Regions from separate parts of the Mus musculus genome. Here region 1 is linked to region 2. Evidence: chromatin contacts called from public ChIA-PET data. All regions are on one chromosome and are shown on one strand. Each heading gives the region's core, a stretch centred on a gene start, on an enhancer-like site or on the middle of the called end of the contact. The rest is flanking DNA. Distances are from core to core; before and after follow the strand shown. Region 1 has its middle 53 kb from the start of Gm41393. Region 2 has its middle 14 kb from the start of Gm32457.

Region 1 (7,079 bases), core at 4,165-6,664, 890 kb before region 2:
TAAAAGTTCCAGGCCAGTTTTGGATGTAAAAGTTAAGACCCTGGCTCAAAATCAGCAAGAGGGTTTCATGGGTAAACAGGCTTGCAGCACAAGCCTGAAGACATGAGGTCAATTCCTGGGATGCATGTGACAGAGCTGGACGGTGTTGTAGCTGAGCATCTGTAAATACAGGCAGATACAGGGACAGATCCTTAGAGCTTACAGTGATGCAGAAACCAGAGACACCCTGCCTCAAAAACAAGATGGAAGGCAAGAACCAACATCTGAAAGCTTTCTTCTGACTTCCAAATGTTCTCCATGGCACACACATGCCTCCACTTATACCACACACACCAACACACACACACATTAATAATTAATTTAAAAATAAAAAAGTACATGTGCAATTAAGTAAACAATTCAAACAAGTTTAGCATCAAATGTAAACAGCCTGCTTCCTGATTTACACATCTTCATGGAATGTAAGTATAGCTGAATATAATCATAGGTATTGTTTGGTTTTAGCCAGATGTTTACATGTATGTATATACATACCTACACATAAATATTTGTGTAAAGTATACTTTTTGGATTGTTTCTTTTATATTATGACCTATTTTTCAAATGCATTGATTCATCACAATGGCCTGTGGTTCACATTTACAGAGCATGATAGTTTACTTAAACCCCTCCTGGTAGGTAATTAAGGCTTCATCTAGTTGGGTATTGTTTGTTTGTTTGTTTGTTGTGAGACAGGGTCTCACTCCACAGCTCTGACTGACCTGGTATTGCCTTGCATAGACCAGTCTGGCCTTGAACTCACAGAGATCCACTGTGTCTGCCTCTGAGTGCTAGGATCAAATGCTCACACCACCATGCCAGCTGGCTAATTTTTCACTACCTCAAATAACAGCGTATGCTGCCTGAGTCCAGTCTATATTTAGTTTCTGGTGCAAATGTTTCTAGGGAAATTTTTCCTAGAAGGGGAGTTGCTGAGTCAAAGAGAGAGTGTGTACTCTACATTTTAACAGCTATTGCCAAGTGCCTTTAAAAAGGAGTCACAGAAATCTGTATTCTGTTAACAGTTCACGAGAGTTCCATCTCCCACACTTTCCAGTATGGTCAGAACTTTACATTTGTAATTAAAAGTTGTATCTTGTTCTATCTTAACATTTCTTTGATTATTCAAAAGACTGAAAAGTGTTTTAATATATTTATTGGCTTTTCTTTGTTGTAATGTTTGTTCTTATTTTATTTATTTATTTGGCCTATTTTTCTATTAGATTATTCTTTTTATTATCTCTGTTGCAATCCTTCAGATCTCTTTGCGGGCTAAAGTAATTTAACCCTGCTGTGCAAATTGCAAACTTTTTTTTTCTATTCTGCGGTTTATTTCTTAATTTTATGCTATTCTTAGTCCTGCCAAAAAATAGTTCCCCGCCCCCTGCCCCCTTTAAGACTGACTCTTACTATGAAGCCTAGGCTGGCCCGTGACCCACAGTCCTCCCACCTCAGCTTCTCAAGAGCTGGAATTGCTGTTACCAGAAAATTTGGGGTGCATTTGGCTGATTGCCAGGTGATACATGGGAAATTATGGCTCTCACTCAGGGTTCTTAGTGTCATTAAAACAAGAATTTAAGACGGGACTCAAAAAGAAGCTTGAGCCGGGCAGTGGTGGTGCATGCCTTTAATCCCAGCACTCGAGAGGCAGAGGCAGGCGGATTTCTGAGTTCGAGGCCAGCCTGGTCTACGAAGTGAGTTCCAGGACAGCCAGGGATATACAGAGAAACCCTGTCTTGATAAAAACAAAAACAAAAAAACAAAAAAAGAAGCTTGAGGAGAATTTTATTAAAGCTTAAAAGAAAAATACTCAAGGCAGGCAGCAGCTCAGGAGGAGAATGGAGAGAAGGAAACAAAACAAAAGAGGCAAGCAGATTTCTGAGTTCGAGGCCAGCCTGGTCTACAAAGTGAGTTCCAGGACAGCCAGGGCTATACAGAGAAACCCTGTCTCGAAAAACCAAACCCAAACCCAAACCAAACCCCACAAACCAAAGCTCGCGGCTGGAGTTAAGCTTGAGTGGAAGTCTGACGTATGGTGACACTTGTTGTGGGAAATGTTTAATCCCAATCCAGGAATTCTACCTGGTCTTTGATCACTCAGTTCCCAGATAAAGGACACACACACAACCTTTATATTTATAATAAGCCTTAATCCGCACTAGAGCTGGGCAGATATCTACCCTCTATACTATTAGAATCTATTTCCCATCCATAATCCCAAATTATAATTTGCCATGTCCCATCTGGGCAGCTCTTCACTCTAATTGGCTAGCCCTCGTGGCTACATTTTCCTGATTCACCTACTCCATGGTGGCTTCCTCTTCTCTCCACCTTCTTCTCTCTCCTTGTAGTTCTCTCCAGACTCCAAACCCCGCCTATGTCTCTTCAGCTCACCTATTGGCTGCCAGCATCTTCATTTAACCAATAGGAGATAACTTAGGGGGGCAAGGTTACATAGCATACATAGCATCCTTTATGTACATGCAGATTCTCTTGTATTGTAAACGCCAATATTTAGCATTTTAATACAAGCAAACTTCAACCAGGGCTGACGTAGAGGTCAGTCTTACAGCGGACTGCGAGGTTTTAGAGAACGAGCAAGGAAGCCCAAAGAACAGAGAAAAGTGTACTTGCGTTATGGCCAGCATTGGGGCAGGAGGGAGTTGCGGTGCAGAGAATAGTCACACCGTTCTGAGCCAGGACTCAGCCGGAATAGATCCAAAACAAACCTCGAAGCAGCCTAACTTATAGGAGCTGTACTGAGGGCAGGAAATAATTATCCTGTCTTAGTCTTCGGCCTGGCTTAAGGTGGGCTTGCCTCCCTAGGGGTAGGCTGTCCTTCCTGAGGGGTGGTACTTTGACCAGACTATTGACCCATTGAACTAGAATAGTAGGTCTCCGCCTACCCAGAAGTTTTCCTTCAACGTTGCTTTAGCGTTAACAGTCATTGGCCATTACACTTGCTTCAGAAGCTATAGTCTTTTTAAAGGCTGATGACATGATTCACCGGGATAAGGCTGATGCCCTTAATTTCATCTTTTGAAGCCAGAGCAGGGAAGAAGAGACCCGGCTAGGCTTGGCTCCTATTGGCTGTTCTCCGAGCTCCAGCTGCACCGCTTCCTCCCCATAATTTTTATATGACTAAGGGTGCCAATCTTGTCCAAGATGTTTCTCAATCTTTCCCAGTTCTAAATTAAGAGAAAAAAGGGGGGAGGGGACATTTTCCCCCGAGCCTTGTTCTGGTTTTATTTGCATTTCAGCTACCAATCCATGCCGAATTTGGCCGGACACAGGAAGTGAAGCATTTTCGAACTTTTTCTTCACCCTGATAATTTGCTTGCTACATCTCAGGTGTATCTGGGCCTGTTTCTGGGATCCGTGCTCTCTGTTAAAAAGCAGCCTTATTTCCTACGACGTCTCTGTAATGTTAATCTGCATTTTCTGTACTTTCTGAACCTCGAGATTGTCTTGGTGAGTAAGTTGGTTCCTCCTCCTGATTTCGTGCGCAGTTACACCGGCTGTTCTCACTCCTTCCTTATTCCCCGTGAGTTTTGGATAACTTTGTCAGCCTCCAGAGAAAGCCAAGGGTAATTTGGTAGGACAACAAGCAGCACTGTCTCTCTCATTCATTCCTGTTTTCTTACACGTTCCTGTGTTAATCGGGATGACCGTGTCTACACTGGGAATACAATTAGGCCCCCAAATCTCACTAGATTATCTCAGTACAGTTTTATTTCTCCTCCATGCTGATTTCAACATAGAAGGGGCTGTGCCGTGCAGGTCGCTTTGATCAGACAGCTCTGCTGGACAAGAGATGGCTTCGACATTCTTATATCTTTCTCAAATGTCCAGCCCCCTCTGAGGTGGAGCCCTAAGCCTAACCCCGGCCAAAGGGCTTTGAGCAGCTGTGATGTATCTGCTTGGGTCACAGGCTTGAAAATTGGTATCAGTTTTCTCCGTGATCGTGGATGGTTGAGATCATGGGCAGAGTTGACAGAACCAAGGAGAGATACTCATAGGCCCCTTCACTACAGGCTGGCACCTGCCTCGAGTCAGCCCGACTGGGAAGCTGAAGAAAATCTTTACTGTGTCAAGTACCGAGAGGTTCTGGGGCTAAGTTGTTACTTCAATGTTAAGGGAAATGTCTATATTAACAAAATAATGTATACAAGTAAATTTCTAGGCTTGGGGAGGGTGAGACTCTCACATGTCATACAGAGGGCATTGAGGAATATAATACCAGAACTAGCCAGAGAGGAGGCTAAAAGGGCTTGGCTTGCAATCCTCTTGACCTTGGAGTTCTGTAGCAAAACACCATCTAACACAACTGACTCGCCAAAAACAAAAAACAAACAAACAAACAAACAAACAAAAACCCTTAAGTTTCCACTTCGTGGGGGCGGGGTTCAAGGCAAAGAAAGGTATAGGGCTGAAAGTCCACTGGACTCTGAGTAGTCGTAGGCTCTTCATGGGTTCTCGTTTAGATGTCCCTACAAGGTTCACGTACCTACTCTCGAGACGCCCCGCCCCTCCTCTCCTCCATTGGTCCATGGTTGTGCATGCTACCTTTCTGGCACCAGGATTGGGTGGTCTCATACTACTCATGTACAATGGTCCGTTTGCTGTACTAGCAGAGACGTGGCTGCTGGTAGCTGGGTTCTGCCACCAGCTGAGGTGGGCTCCCAGCACCCCCTCCCCCCATCTTTGTGGTGTAATTGAAAAAGACAAACTTGCTGCAAGTGAAGGAAAATGACTTACTCCCCTGCTGCTCCCGGCCCCCCCAGCAGCAGTGGGTACACAGAAGCAGCTCTCTTTTTGTGTTTAAGTTTGATTGCACCGGTTTCCGTTTCTTAAAAATCAAAAGCCCCTTGAGTGAGAAAGTTTCCATGCTTTACCACTACAGAACATCTCCAGGAAGCCTCCCTCCACCCCACCCCACCCCGCCCCGCCCCGCCCCGCCCTGCCGCAGCCCCGCACAGGCTGTGGCCATGAGCACCTGGCTGTGGGATTTCTCAGCATCCTCTGGTTTTACCGGGGGGATTACTGGGGATGAGGTAGCTAGAAATTGGCTTATGCTTTTATCCCCAGCCAAGGCTGGCCAAGCTTAGGGATAGCTGCTTTGAAAACAGCCTTGCAAGTGACAATACTATTAAAGTCAAATATGGTGATCCCTACTCCAAGGCTAAGGGACCACCACAGAAGACAGCAGAGAGATCGTAAGAGGCAGATGTCAGGGAAGCCTGGGAAAATGATGTGACAGGACACAGTCGCTGTACTTTTGGGTTCCTAGCAGCTCGACCGTGGAAGTGGGAGGAGCTCCCCCGCGTCTACCGTTAACTGAGAAGCTATTGACAGTTCACGGCTTCTAGTGGGGGAAGAGTCAGTCTTCTTTAAGGGTGTGACCCATGGCTCGCTGTCGAGCACACCCCAGTGGAGGATCTATACCCATGAGTATATGGGCAGCCCAAATGGGACTCAGTGGACTGGGGGCTGGGAGAGGGGATGGAAAAAGATGGAGAGAGATGGGGAGAGAGATGGAGAGAGAGAGAGAGATGGAGAGAGGGAGAGAGAGAAGGAGAGAGATATAGAGAAGAGGAGGGGAGGAGAGGGGAGGAGAGGGGAGGGGGGCAGTGAGGTGAGGACCTGGAGGAATTAGGAAGAGTGGATATGATCAAAGTACATTGAATTATTAATTCTCAGAGAATTAACAAACTATTTTAAAAGATTAAAACAAAAAAAAACAAAAAACAAAAAAACATTGATTCCAATTTTTGCATAATCGGGTCAAGAAAAAGGAAAGCACGCCTTCATGTCCTCCTCTCTGGGAAGGTTCATTTCCCACAACTGACTCTCTTCTCAGACTCATAGCATCCCCTCCCCCATCCTCACTCTCAGCTAATGAATTTTCTACCCTTTCCCTAAGCTGCACCCACGCACCCGGCCCTGCTCGCTGCCCTCCCAGTGCCTACTGCTTCCCTACAATGCCTACTAGAACTTTCTGTGACCATATACGTGTCCTGTCTCTCTATCTCTCTTCTGTACCATGCCACACAGTGGCTGCAATGATGGGGACCTGAGGATGTAGAGAAGTCTCGAGGTTAGCTGTGAAGGGACCAGAGACGTGGGGTGGAGAGTATAGAGGGAAGACGCTCTCTCCATGTTTGAGGGGGAAAGGATGAGAATGGTATGTTTCACATGTTATGTAAATGTCCGTTCTGTGTGGAGCCGTGTCTTCCTGAGTCAGAAGACCTGCTTGACACCTTCAGGTCATATCTGACCCCGCATAGTAGCTGTCCTTGCTTACCTCCCCGGCCGGGGGGTGGGGGGTTCCTATCGCCTTGTCCCATGGCTCCCCGGGGGGCTGGGGGTGTCCTATCGCCTTGTCCCATGGCTCCCCCGGGGGAGGCTGGGGTGGTCCTATCACCTTGTCCCATGGCTCCCCCCGGGGGGGGGGGGTCCTATTGCCTTGTTCCATGGCTCCCACGGGGGGCTGGGGGGGTCCTATCGCCTTGTCCCATGGCTCCCCGGGGGGGGGGTTGGGGTGGTCCTATCACCTTGTCCAATGGCTCCCCCGGGGGGGTCCTATCGCCTTGTCCCATGGCTCCACGGGGGGCTGGGGGGGGTCCTGTCGCCTTGTCCCATTGCTAACGACCCTGCTTCCTCCATCTTGAGTCGGTTATAAGAGCATCATTTCTCATTGACTTCTACTTCCTGCTGTTGTTAAAGCGTCCAAAGCCATCCTTATTGCTGTTCTTTGTACTACGTTACTGATTTTCCCATGCCTTTGTGCCATGTGATTTCTGGATTGCATGGGGCAGTATGAGGCATGCTAGGGACCCAGCTGAACTTTTAGTGTAGATTGGGGAGGTTTGCTTGAATTGCTCTTCTGTTTCTTCGCTTCTGTTTCTTTAGCTCCCATGTTCTCCACCTCCTATAATTAAGACACCAGGCCTCTTGGCGGATCACTCACTTTTTCTTTCTTATCCTCCCCTCCTCCTATCTCCTTTTTTGTTCTACTGTTTCAGCCGACCTACCTGCCA
Region 2 (6,655 bases), core at 2,905-5,404:
CTGCTCTTCCAGAGGTCCTGAGTTCAAATCCCAGCAAACACATGGTGGCTTACAACCATCTGTAATGGGGTCCCATGCACTCTTCTGGTGTGTCTGAAGACAGCTACAGTGTACTCATATAAGTAAAAACAAATAAATCTTTAAAAAAAAAAAAAGAGTGGTGGGGGAAACCTTGTCCACGTGCAGCTATTCTAGCTCATGGACGTTTATCTTCAAGAAGCCAGACTTTAGCTGAGCCTGGTGGTACTTGCCTGTCATCCAGTATCATGGGAGGCTGAAACAAGAGAATGCAAAGTGGACCAGCCTGGACTACACAGAAATATCCTGCCTAGGTTATTTTGTTTGTTTGTCTTTAATGTTATCATTTGATCTGGAATACATTTGTCCATTCCTCAGAATCACAGTAGGTTGTACACAGTGTATCCACCCTCTGCCCTGTTGCAGTAGGACACATTTTAGCAACCAGAGAATAGGGAATCCTCCTGACACTCGTGATTCTTGAAGAACCTTTGAGGAGACATCTCCCAGCCTTTGAGTTTGCCATTTCTTTCCATAATCCGCTCTTGACACCCTAAGGTTTTGTCGGGCAAGCAAAGAGGCCAGGGTCAGATGCACAAATTCTTTCTGTGAATAGTTACTGCAAGGATAGCCTGGACTAGGTGTGAGGCTGGCCATGTCTCCCAGGCCTGCTGATAACAACAGTCCACCCTACAGAGCCACAATGGTACATGCAGATCTCTAGATAGAAGTAGGACCATGGGTGTCCAGGCTGTGTGCCTGAACCGAGCTTCCGTAGGAATAAAGCTGATACCATTACCCTTCTTTGTTGTCTCTGTGTGCTTGTGTCTTTGGGACAATGTCTGTGGCTGTCCTAGAATTCACTGTTTAGACCAGGCTGCCCTGGAACTCACAAAGATTTACCTGCCTCTGCCTCCTGAGTGCCGGGATTAATGGCCTGTGCCACCACACCCCATAAACCGCCACCACTACCACGCCCCATAAACATCTTAATTGGTCAAAGTCACAAGGGCAAAGGTGTGAGTAATGAAAAATGTCAAGCCAAGCAGGGAAAAATTTACACATGGATAGACTGTGAGCCAATCTGGTATCTCTGACTCCTGCCCACTGTCACTCTGTGTGTGTGTGTGTGTGTGTGTGTGTGTGTGTGTGTGTGTGTGTAACATATCCTTGGGCTAGGGATGCTCTGTCCCACCCACCCCTGGAGAATAAACTGGGCTTTGGAAACTGCACCTCGGCCCTGTCTGCTGCCCCCTGTTTAGATGCTCCACTTGCATTGTCTGGAGAGGATGAATGGGGCCCAAATAGCTGGACCTTTTTAAAAAAACAAAACAAAACCCCGGGTTACTTTAAATTCTAGACTAATTCAAGTTGAATTGTAATCTGCTTGCTAGATTTAATATAATATCAAAATGACCGAATTATCAATTCATCTTAAAGGTACAAGCACTAAAACCAAACTGGTATTGGCATAAAAACAATGGCCACCATGGACAGCACAAATGGTACCAGAAAGGTGTTCTTTAGAACCTTACGAGGAAAATAAAGTTTTCTCAAATTCACGGTAGGGAAAGGAGGGATAGTTTAGAGAAACATTATCCTAGATCATTATAACAACACATCTAAAGAGAACTCAAAGACTTTGAGCAACACACACACACACACACACACACACACATAAAATACAAGCTGTATACTTGAGACAGGATGTAAAATCATGTCTTGCTGTTTGCATTTATTTATTTAAGACAGGGTCTCTGTAGCCCAGGCTGGCCTGTAATTCACTACGTAGACCAGGCTGACCTCAGACTCATAGCAATCCTCTTACATCAGCCTCCCGAGTGCTGGGATCAGGGTCATGAGCCGCCATTCCCAACTTTAACTCATTTAATAACTAAGGAACAGGAAGTTTAAAGATGATTTACAGTGTTGGACATGGCAGTACCCACGAGAATGAGGCAGGGGGAGAGCTGTCTAGACTACATGGAGAGTTGGAGGCTAAGCCTTGGACTATGTTGTAAGAACTTGAAGCATTAAATATTTACAAGGCTCTGGGTTCAATATTTTAGCACAGAGCCTCCATGGGAGGCTCAAAGAAGAATTCAAGAGCTGACACGGAAGCAACTGATGTAAGACTGTCCTTCTTAAGGAGGTCAAGGCTATTAATGTCTCAACCAGAATTCATTTCCTTATCTCTGGGCAATAACAGTTTCTGTCTCTCATCAGTTTGCTACAAGTTACAGGATTGTAAAACAGCTCAAAGACAAAAATAAATTGCATAAATAAATAAAGGTAGGGCACAAAAGCAACTTGTAGGATATACAGAATAGCATCATCGAGAAGGGATGCACACTTTGTTCGCTGAAATCTTGCCCAGTACTTTTTTTTAAACCTCTTTCAAAGTCAGAAGTCCTGACACAATCAAAGTCTCGTAGATTATTGGAGGTAATAAAATGGCGGTTCTCCGTATGGTCGGCCTGTGTATCTGGGTAGGTGTGGTTTGATGTTAGGTGACCCTAAAGGCTTCCTTTTCAGTCTAGAATTGTGCAGTGCTAAGTAGCTACTGGTGCAATAGAACGTAGCTTTAAAAGTTCTTTTTTTTTTTTTTTTTTTTTTGACTAGGAAGCAAACCTAAGAAATGTTGCATTCGCCTGTCCTGTCTATGTATTTAAGAGAATTCCTTCCTACTTGAATGTCCCTATGGCTGACGTTCCTTGTCTAAGAGGAAGTGCCTTTGTTAGCCTAAACAAGATTAGTGACCTGCCTTTGGAACTAGGGCACAGGTTACAGGCCTGTAAGGTTGGCTCTAGGCCAGTTTTCTTGGGCGAGCTTTGCAGGCGTTAGCTCCTTACTGTCATTACTGTCATTACTGTCAAATGGCCAGCAGTCTCCAGCATGATCTTTCGAGGCAGGCCAGGGCAACATTGCCTTGCCAAAGTAGAGGGACTCAGTCACAGTGTTCAGAGAGGACAGAGAAGTTTAATTCTGTTTTGTTGAGGAAACTCTACTGCACTGCCGTACACTGACAGCTTGAGAAGAAGGACCCATGGCTTCCTTATATAGCCATGAAATGGGGCATTAAAATCCTGTCAGCTCAGGGAAGCTTTTCTTCTCAGGTCATCCTGCCCTCTGGGATTCTGTTCTGCTGGACCTTGGGTTGTCACTTGGTGTACATAAAACTGTTGCTCCTGGATTGAAAACAGTCCCGGGCATGCTTGCTGCTGCACTGGTGCAGCCTGGGATGTGTCTAGGGGAGGTCAGCTCAGAAGCCTGTGCCCAAGTGTCTGCTCTCGGAGTGTCAGTAGTCAGTAGTTTAAGGTCCTTGGCACACCGTCCCTCTCTGTGAGATTCTGGGCAAGGCCGTGCTGTGAGGAGCCCATTATTAGCCTGTGGTCTGTAACAGCCGTGGGCAAGCTTCAGGGAGCAGAGGCCTGTGATGAAGAGACTATACCTGGGTGGCTACTTTAGTAGCTCATGACTATCTTTTTTTTTTTTCTTTTTTTGTTTTTGCTTTTTCAGACAGGGTTTCTCTGTGTAGTCCTGGCTGTCCTGGAACTCACTCTGTAGACCAGGCTGGCCTCAAACTCAGAGATCCACCTGCCTCTGCCTCCCAAGTGCTGGGATTAAAGGTGTGCACCACCACTGCCTGCTATGGCTATTATTTTATCCACCTGCCATAGGTCTTTTTAAAATAAATTTGCAAGGCTGTGTAGTGTTCCACTGGAAGGTCACCGAAAAACTGCCAGTGCCCATGCCTTCCCCCTATTTTAGTGTCTTCAAGGCTTTTCTACAAAGTGTGCATCTCCAACTCATCTGTAGAGAAGGAGAGTCTTTCTTGGTCCAAAATAGAGCTGCCTCACACAGTTCTGTGGCTGAAAAGTTCAGGGTCTGCTAGGGAGGGACTGAGGAATGCTGGGAGAACCTGGAAGCCAAGTCTACTTTGGTATGTTAAATATTCACCTCAGCTGTTTGTCCCGGGTCTGAATCCCAACAAAGGTGAGGACCCCAAGGCTCCATGAAAGGCCAGACACCTCCGGAGACTCCCATCCCCCTCGGAGCTGTTTGCTGTGCCAATGAGGAAATTACTTTTACTTTCTCGACATCTTGCACCACCGCCACCGTCTGTCTTTCCCGGATGTTGGTTTCTCTGTCTGTCCCATGCAGCAAGCTCGTGGCTCCCCTACAGGCGCACCAGCATCCCCAGGTACAGCTCCTCTGGGCTTTGAGAAGAACCTTACTCAAGGTTGGGATACCCGACTGAACATCTCAAAGCAGCACTCAGAAGGGAGCATGCCCATCTGCCGGTCCCCTCTCCGACCACAAGGAGCACTTCCGGAAGCCTCAGTCAGCCCCGCCTCCTCCAGGAGCAGGGAACAGTCAGCCCCGCCCCCTCCAGGAGCAGGGAACAGTGCACTTGCCCTCCTAGGAGAAGCTTCCTCCTTGAACTTATTCCATGCAGAACCGGGGAATGGTATTGTCACTCCTAACCAAACCTAACCCTGGGATTAGAACCCAACGAACCAAACATCTTGAGGAGGAACGGTGGCAAATAGCGGATTCTCTGCTTGCCATTGCTGGCTGTTCTTTCCCCTGTACCTGCTGGACTATGCTCCTGGGAAAGGCCCACGGGGAAGGTCACACCTCCCCCATGCCTGCGCCCATTGACTGTGCCTCCTGCACTTCCATGGTGTTGGGCTTGCAACTGAAGCCATGCAAAACCAGCTACTTGTACCATGTTTTTACGTGCGACAGCTTTTAAAATGGACTAGTGATGCAGTCCTCTTTGGTCCCGAGGCACACTTCTCTTTCCTGCCTGCGTTTGGCCTCTATGTGGAGATAGGGAGTGAGTAAAGGAAGTCTCTGAGCAGAAAGTGGCAGACATCAGTCCTTTTATGGTTAGTGAACTCATTTAACAGGCAGTACATTCAGTGGGAGTGAGTCCGCAGTGTTCTCCCATAGTTACTTTAAAGCTGTGCAGAAAGGGAAGTGGGAATCTTTACTGGTCATTGTCTGATGCTTCTTTTCCCACCTCAAACATCATCCCAGTCTCAGGGTTTTGTTGCTGTGACAAAACAACATCACCAAAAAAAGCAGGTTCAGGAGGAAAGGGTTTGTTCAGCATACACTTCCACATTGCTGCTCATCACCAAAGGAAGTCAGGACAGGAACTCAAGCAGGGCAGAAACCTGGAGGCAGGAGCTGATGCAGAGGCCATGGAGGGGTGCTGCTTACTGGCTTGCTTGCTCCTCATGGCTTGCTCAGCTTGCATTCTTCTAGAACCCAGGACCACCAGCCCAGGGATGGGCCCTCCCCTGCCTGCCTTGATCATTCATTGAGAACATGCCTTACAGCTTGAGCTCATGGAGGTATTTCCTCAACTGAAGATCCTTTCTCTGTGCAAACTCTAGGTTGTATCAAGTTGACACACAAAACCAGTTAGCATATCCCCTTAACTGCCTCTGGCCTAGTCTTTATGGACAGGGACCTTTGGAAGTCAGTGGATATTGCTGTGCAGGTATCCAATAGTGCCCTTGGAATGTCTACTTCTTGAGCCATGGACTCTTCTATCTTAATGGTCCTTGGGACCGTGGCCATTTTCCCCTCCCAATCACAGTTCTGCCATTGATGGCTTTAGGATGCTCCTCATTGAGGAGTCACCCACTCTGTGACAGATAAGCCTTTATAAACCTCACATAGCAAAGCAAGTGTGTTGAAGAATGACTACATCAAAAATATCTTTGATGCAAGCACAGCTACAGAACACAGAAGGGTGTCATGGCCATAAGAAAGACTAAAGGAGGAACCAGGAGATGGCAGGAGCTGAGCCATGGGGAGGTGTGGACTAGGGGTGGGGTAGGCTTTCTCTGTCTTCCCTCTTCTGGTTGCTGAAGTTGCAAATCACCTGCCTTCTCAAACACTGGGAAGACTTGGTCCTTCAGATACTGTGATGGTTTGTATATGCTTGGCCCAGGGAGTGGCACTATTAGGAGGTGTGGCCTAGTTGGAGTAGGTGTGTCACTGTGGATGTGAGCTTTAAGACCCTCACCCTAGCTGCCTGGAAGCCAGTATTTCCCTAGCAGCCTTCAGATGAAGATGTAGAACTCTCAGCTCCTCCTGCACCATGCCTGCCTAGATGCTGCCATGTTCCCACATTGATGATAATGGGCTGAACCTCTGAACCTGTAAGCCAGCCCCAATTAAATGCCGTCCTTATAAGAGTTGCCTTGGTCATGGCATCTGTTCACAGCAGTAAACCGTAACTAAGACAGACACTCAAACAAAACCCCGGATTTTCTTTTGTCAGGAGGCATAATCGCAATACCCCATGGGTGACGGGGGGAAAAGCCTGCCTCCAGAGAAGCCTCAATTGTAATACTGCCCCTCAGCTGGATCGATTCTGCAAAACAGAGAGAAATGGTCTGAGGTTCCCTGTGGTCAACTTTCCTCACTGTTAGGAAAAGTATCAGCTCAGGATGCCCAAGACCAAGTTCTCAACACAACGAAGACTTATTTACTTCAGAGGGACAAAGGACAGGGGAGAAGGGACAAAGGCAGGAGATAGAGGATGAGGAAGAAGGGGAAGGGAAAGAGGGAGAGGGGACAGAACTGTTTGTCCTGGAGCGAGACAAAGGACAGC

The links. ChIA-PET counts read pairs in DNA pulled down with a chosen protein or histone mark.
Region 1: a contact with region 2 is called in an RNA polymerase II ChIA-PET map of memory CD8 T cells, with 6 read pairs. The contact joins two enhancer-like sites. A contact is called at or near these places in 1 of 484 Hi-C or Micro-C datasets (pre-B cells), 1 of 115 datasets of contacts at active chromatin or transcription factors (memory CD8 T cells) and 1 of 9 other capture datasets (embryonic stem cells).

The regions. Positions count from the first base shown.
Region 1 is chr15:97,456,621-97,463,699 of GRCm38.p6, reverse strand. No RefSeq gene overlaps it. Among named protein-coding and RNA genes, the nearest start is that of Gm41393, 53 kb to the right of the region's middle. Within about 2 kb of position 5,414, at least 59 of the 459 cell types and tissues checked have an H3K27ac peak or open chromatin away from gene starts, as enhancers often do. A contact at or near this core is called in memory CD8 T cells, where this site is marked.
Region 2 is chr15:96,564,655-96,571,309 of GRCm38.p6, reverse strand. No RefSeq gene overlaps it. Among named protein-coding and RNA genes, the nearest start is that of Gm32457, 14 kb to the left of the region's middle. Within about 2 kb of position 4,154, at least 105 of the 459 cell types and tissues checked have an H3K27ac peak or open chromatin away from gene starts, as enhancers often do. A contact at or near this core is called in memory CD8 T cells, where this site is marked.